2 separate regions of the Gossypium hirsutum genome follow, and region 1 is linked to region 2. A link is a contact called in public Hi-C data. All regions are on one chromosome and are shown on one strand. The core of a region is the stretch at or near the end of the contact, and the rest is flanking DNA. Distances in the headings are between cores, read along the strand shown.

Region 1 (3,571 bases), core at 779-3,278, 110 kb after region 2:
ATAGCCTTTTTCTTAGGTTTTATTTTAATCAATTTAGGCCACCTAACTTTGACTTTCTTATCCCTTTTATCCTTATGGCCGGCCACCACTATTTTAAGGGTCTATTTGCCCTTTAAAGACCCCCAATTTTGGTTCTCTAGCTATTTTACACCCTTAGCTATCAAAATATGACTTTTGCACTTTATGCTATTTAGTCCTTTTTCACAATTAAGCATGCAATCGCTAAAATTAATCCACCAAAATTTTTATGCACTCGTATAATTATGCCATAACACATAAAATAATTCCAAAATAATTTCTCTGACTTCAGATTTGTGGTCTCGAAACCACTATTCTGACTAGGCCCAAAATTGAGCTGTTACAAAATGACCAAAATGCCCCTAACTTAAAAATATTCTATTTCACCTATTTCATGTCCATTTTTGTCCAAAAAAAATAAATGATATAATTACCATATAAGGACCTCCAATTTAAAATTTCATAACAATTGGACACCTCTAGCATGTAGAAATCAACTTTTACACTTTTTACGATTTAGTCCTTTTGACTAAATTGAGCGCCCAAACGTCAAAATTTTGAAACAAAAATTTCAAAAAATCATTTCGTGAAATCTTAGACCATAAAAATATAATAAAAATAAATTTTCTTATATCGAATTTGTGGTCTCGAAATCACTATTTCAACTAGGCCCAAAATCGAGTGTTACACTTATATTACACGTACAATAGTGACCTTACATAATAATTTTTTATTTAATTTTTAAATTTTAATAATTATTTGTAATTTCTTATTACTCTTAATCATCTCTAAGTAATTTTTTATAGTTTTATACGATTTTTTGTAATCATTTAATATTTATTTAAGAAATCACTCTAAAATGAACTTGGATAAATAATTGTCCAAATTTATTTGAATCTGGACAATCATTTATTTTGGATGTTGTTTTAATCACTTTTAATTATTTTATAATATTTTTATATTTTCTAAATAATTTTCTACAATTTTTAAATTATTTCAAAAGTCACATTCAAGATGATTCTTTGTCCTAATTCATCCTCTATATGATTTTTTAAATAATTATTATAAACTTTTATTTATTTTTAAGATTTTAAATATTTTTAAGTATTTGCTATCTTAGCATTTGTCACGTCAACATAAGGTACATGTGGTACACCACATATCATTGCTTAGTTACTCCATCGATTTTGTTTTCACTTAAAAGTAGAAATGAATGATAATTTTGACAGAAGCCCAATTTTTTAAAACATAGATGGAAATTGCAATTTTTCTAGCGTACAATGGGGTTAATTTGTTTATTTGTTAGTAGAAATAACAAAATACAATCCGACTTTTGATTTAATGGCATCATAGTACTTTTACCTCTTTTTTCTTAAACAATACTCCTCTCTGAAAGGTTGATTGTTTTGGTATTAACAAATATTTAATTTAAATTATAGTAAAAATAACTAAAAATGATAGTTAATTTTATCATCATATATGAAATAAATTTTAAATATTTTTAAGTAATTAATATAAATTTTATATATTTTTACGTAATTAATATCTTAAATTATGAGAGTACAAACTTATAATTTTAAACTTAAATGAATATTTATAAAAGCCAAAAGCTGGATTGGGTTGGTGTTTTTTTTGTTCTTTGGACAAAATAAAATTTGACTGTTCAGCATTAGGATGAGAAACTATTTTTCTTTTTCACATCCATAAGAATAATAAACAAGACCTAAATTTTTTAGTGAAAAGGATTATTTTTATACCAATTCAACGGTGACCCAATCATGCCGATATTCAAGTTTAAATATTTATCCAGACGAGAAAAAGAAAATTCGGTAATATAATGGCGTGAACAAAAATGAACCGTTCATTAAGGAATGGTAGATAAATGTGGAGAAGGTGGAGCTTTTATATTTATCATCCAAATATAAAGTGGGGGCTTGAGTTGATTCACATCGTACAATTGACGTAACCATCCATTAGCCGAAATACATATTGAATTTTGTAGAAAAACGATGGCGATAAAGTTAGTTGACAGCAGGCAGTGGCTGATGATGATCACCATTTTTGCTTAGAAATACCCCAACAGCTGTCCATCATTTTCCTTTCGGATAGAAACACAGGTAATCCAAGTCGCCTTCTTAAATGGCCCCACAAATCCGAATCTTTGAGATATTGCCTGCATTCTTCCCATGGGTGACTTGCTGCTTCTTATAGTCGGGAAAAGGGTCGCTTTCTTCTGCTTTATTTGGCGGATGGACCCACCAAGTCTCCCTCCATCTACTTCTTCTACTGCTACTATTTTTTCATGCCACTTTCATCTTAAAATTGTTGGATGATGTTAAGATCGATTATTTTTCAGATTAATATTTTAACTGATTCTCAGTTCAATTAACTGATTCATTCGGTTCAAATAAAATTGATTTAAATTTTAATTAGATTGAAGTTTGACCGTCAGATTTTTTGACTCAAACTTAATTTAGATAAAATAAATAACGTCACTCTTAAATAACTTTTTAAGTAATAAGAAATTATTAATCAGATTTAATGTTTGTTTGTTGAATATGTTGTGATTTTCTTTGTAATGTGAACATTTCTCTTTCATGAAGGCAATCCAAGCCGAATTTTGTTTGCAAATTCCTAAGAGATAAGCGCTGATCCTTCCATTTCCTTGGGTATCAGTCCAAATCAAGGGGAATTTGAAGCCAGCTGCTTTTGACCTTTTCTTTTCTGCAGATTAGCCAATGATTGTATAAAAGATTGTAACATTTCAAAGATTACAATGCCAGCATTTCTTCTTATATCATTTTATTGGTATTACTGAAATGGAAAGATCAATTTGGTTTTGGCCGGATGTCTGAAACAATTATAATATTTCATTTGTATAAACTGATAGAACTGGAACTTATCCTATTTTGCTAGGTATGATCCAAACACTATTGGTTAAGTAACCTAAACTATTATTGAATCTGATTCAAATAATTAACTAATTTCAAATAAAAAAAGTTGTTAAGTTTCTTTTTGTAGTTTTTTTTTATTTTATTTTAAGGTGTTTGGTTTAAGAAATTTCATATTTTCAAAGTAATGTAAGATTTTAGAATGACATTTTTTAGAATGACATTTACCTTTTTAAATCTTAAAAGATTATTTTGAATCAATAATATTATATTTTCAATAGTACTAAAATTATGAAATATAGGTGTAATTTTATTACCACCTCTTCCTTATGTAAGATAATATTATTGTAGTCGATTGAGTCTTAGATCGATTGACACAGGTATTATTGTCAATGCAAGAGAACGTGGGTTAAAGTGCGCTGAAAAGCATTATCTTCCTATTTATAAGTTAAGGAGTGACTATGAGTAATTCTAGGTATAGTGCCAAAAAGTGCAAATATAATCAGAACGTATAATAAAATTGTTAAAAAATAATACTATTCTTACAGAACGCTATTTTTTTTTATCAATTTTACCTTTCAATTTTATTATCATTTTACCCGTAATCATAGTTTATCCTTGCAATCTAAATATTTTTATTATTGATCCCTTAATTAATATAT
Region 2 (3,664 bases), core at 158-2,657:
TTATAGGAATAGTATTTGATGCATTAAATTACCTCGTCAATGAATAAAATAATAAAGTATTTAAGGACTTATATATAAATAAATACTAATAAGTTTTTTTCCCTACTCTCAAATCGGTAGTGAATAAATTCTTCATCTATGAAATTTCAGTTTTCTATTCTTAACGGTTGTTCTTGCCAACAATATATTTTTTATTACAATAGTCTTCAATCTGTAAGGTTATCCTCTAGCATACTTAATGGAGCAAAAATATGGCTAAAATAATTCTAAATTGACTAAAAACAATCCCAAAACTCAGTTTATATATGTACGAGAGCGAGATAAGAAAAAATCTCAAAAATAATTCTAATTATTTGGTGATCGAAAATCAATCAAATAATTTTATAAAATCCCTAAGCCTAATTTAGAAAAGTTTTGGTAAGTCAATATATAGGGGAGAAGTTGAGAAATAATTAAAATTTTTAAATACAATTAAATAAACTTATCAATATTTATTTATAAGTATTCAATTACTTTATTATTTTAGTCATTTATGAGCTGGTTTAATCTTGTTTATTAATAGCGAATAAAACTAATACATCGACTGTGCATTAAACATTATATGTTATATTAATTATAGTATGAAGAAATATGTTTAAATTATTTGCATAATTAGAGGAAAAAAGAATAGAAGAAAAACAACAAATTCCATCAATAAAAGCATTCATGTAAGTACATAACTTCCCTTTAAATTTTAAACACATATTTTTTTTTGGTGAGTAGAGCAAAATAAACAATTAGTTACATGGATACATTCTGAAATAAAAATTTTTAGCTCTATCTATTTCTAGGATTACTTGAAAATTCCTAGTAAGAAAATCAAGTATCTGCAAGTCATTTGGTCTATCTGTTTTTAGGATTACTTGAAAATTCCTAGTAAGAAAATCAAGTATCTACAAGTCTTTCTTTCTTCCGAAAGTCAATTTGGCTAAAGCATCTGCAGCATGGTTGTGTTCCCTAAGTATATGTTTTAAAAGTCATTGATCTTCATGAGACAAAAGCATTGGATCCTCCTGATTAAAGCAAAATTCGAAATAATCGATACACTATCTTGAACCTCTCTAATTGCCTCCAAACTATCAAATTAGATTATCACCCTATAATGTTTTCTTCATTGGACGAGATTGAGGCCATTCAAAATACTTAATAATTCAACGTAAAAAACTGAACATTTCCCCAAATGTCAGTTATATCTAAAAATCTAATCCCCATTTTCATCCCGCACAACACCCCTAGCATTAGAAAGACCAGAACCCATCAAAACGTCCGATTAAAATGGGTGGTAACGCCTTTAGGAAGGCTAGTATGCGTGATTACTCCACTAACAAACTGATTGAAGTTGGGAGTCAATGTCCTGGGCCATTGGATTATGCCCTATATCATTACACTTGTTGTTTGGGTTTGTCACAACAGCAGCGGCTTGTACCAAAGACCCCTGTCCAACACCGGTTGCTGGCAAATAATTTTTAGATGGGTCCGTCGCTGGTTTTCCAATCCAAACTGCCTTTGAAATATCTCACTCAACTCTTGAAACTTTATTTGATCCGTTAGGCCTGTATTAGCCTGGCTTGCTAAAGGTGCCGCGACTTACCTGATGAAAGCCTCCACTGAGGTAGACATTTCTTTATAACCAAATCTTCTTGAGCAAAGTTTTCCAAAATTTCCTTTCCCTTATTTTTGGATCTCGTCGACCTATCCTTTTCCAAAGCAGTATCATCATCTTCCTCTTCAATCTAGGTCAATGCCTTAAATCGGGATCCCGAGAAATCCTCTCCTAGTCTATTCTTTCTAAGTTTACGAGATTCTCTTGGTTGTCTCCTGATTTTTCACTCCATTATCATCCAAGGTCCAAATGGCCCTTCATCCACCACAGTACCAGCATCCGCCATAGTCATATCTGCCATTAAATCTTTTCCGACCGGATTAGTCACAACCTCTTTCGCCCATGTACAAGCTTCCTTAAAATGACCGTACCGCCCACAAGAGAAACAAACCACCGGTAACGATTCATATTCGATGCGTTGAATATTTCCATTAATTAGGACCTGTGAAAGCAAAGGTTTTCCCAGATTAATGTAAACAGCCATACGAGCATATTTTCCTCTCGCTTTGCTATCCGTATTGAAATCCAATTTTGCATTCTTGCCAACCATTCCACTAATTTCCCACAGTATTCTCTTTTTGTACAAATGTCCTGGAAGACCCGGGAATTTGATCAAGGTCATTACCACATTTGGGTAAGGTTGTGCGAGATTGAACTCTGTTGTCTAGGGTTATACAGTCAGATATTGACCGTACATGATCCATGGTCCTTGGGTTAAAAGCTTCTCATAATCCTCTGAATTCTGGAATTTAACCAGGAAATATCTGTTCTTAATATCCATCAATTGGGATGACATGGAAGGCTTCCGTAATCCATAAATCTGATTTTGGAGTGCTGCAAATCCAATGTTTTGCCCCAATAACTTAAGCACCAGTGAGGTAGACATTTCTTTAATTAAAAGTTGATTAACCCGATCCAAAAACTCAATCGATGGAACTCCGTTAATAGATGACCTTTTGATATCTCCATCAAGAAAATGCAAAATCATCATCCGTTTCAAGACTGACCACTTTACTCCCCCTTTTTGATCATGCAATCTTTTACCGAAAAGCTTCTCTTTCTAGGAAAACGACGACAAAGGATTCGAATCAACAACCATCTCTGGATCCGATCTTGAATCTGTCTCTTTAAACCGCACCTTTTTAGTATTCCGATCACCAACAGAACACGAACCATCCCCATTGTCACCACAAAGAGGATTCGACATCTTCTATTTCAATTCTAAACACAAATTTCTGTTTAAAATACGTAAAACTAGTTAATTTAGGAATAATATATAATATGCCCCTGAACATATCCATTTGTATCTAGTTAGTCCTTAAATTTTTTGGATCTAATTAGTCTTTAAACTTGTATTCCGTCAACCAATTTGGTCCTTCCACACTAGAGGTGCTAACGGGCCGGGCTCAACTAAAAATTTAGGTCTATTCATTGAGCTCAGGCTGTCGGGCCCAAAATATAGGCTTAAAATTTTGCCCAAGCTCGACCCAAACAAAAATGCTAAAACCCGGGCTCGATTCGGCCCGCCCATATTAATTTTTTATATTATTTTATATAATTTTTAAATATATATAATACATAAAAAATACTAAAAAATCAAAATAAATATTTTTCAACAAATTGAAAATAAATTTTAAAAAATATGTAGACTTAAATAGCATTAAGATATATACAACTTAACAAATAAATACTTCTAAAATAATAACAAAATTAACAAATGCCTTTAAAATAATAACAAAATTAATAATAAAATAAGTTTTATATAATATTCAAACAATAACAACAAAATAGTAGCAACATAATAGTAATATGGTAGCAAAATAGGAAGAAAATAAGAAAATAACATTCAAAAACAAAAAAAGGCAGATTTTTTTGTCATTTAGTGAATTCGGGTCGGGCTGCCAAAAATACTTTACTGGAGGCCGACCCGTTTTTTAAACAGCCATTATTTTTTTATCCAAGCCCATTTTTCGGGCCTATATTTTTGTCCAAACCCTCCCACATTTCGGGCGGACCTTCGGG

What was found. Hi-C and Micro-C count contacts between places; a contact is called where the count stands out from the background.
Region 1: a contact with region 2 is called in a Hi-C map of leaf, with 2.6 times the contacts expected there. The contact joins two enhancer-like sites. A contact is called at or near these places in 6 of 34 Hi-C or Micro-C datasets (hypocotyl, leaf and petal).

What each region holds. Positions count from the first base shown.
Region 1 is chrA12:28,682,608-28,686,178 of Gossypium_hirsutum_v2.1, forward strand. No RefSeq gene overlaps it. Among protein-coding and RNA genes, the nearest start is that of LOC121211797, 68 kb to the left of the region's middle. Within about 2 kb of position 2,029, at least 2 of the 9 cell types and tissues checked have an H3K27ac peak or open chromatin away from gene starts, as enhancers often do. A contact at or near this core is called in leaf, where this site is marked.
Region 2 is chrA12:28,575,889-28,579,552 of Gossypium_hirsutum_v2.1, forward strand. No RefSeq gene overlaps it. Among protein-coding and RNA genes, the nearest start is that of LOC121211797, 39 kb to the right of the region's middle. Within about 2 kb of position 1,408, at least 7 of the 9 cell types and tissues checked have an H3K27ac peak or open chromatin away from gene starts, as enhancers often do. A contact at or near this core is called in leaf, where this site is marked.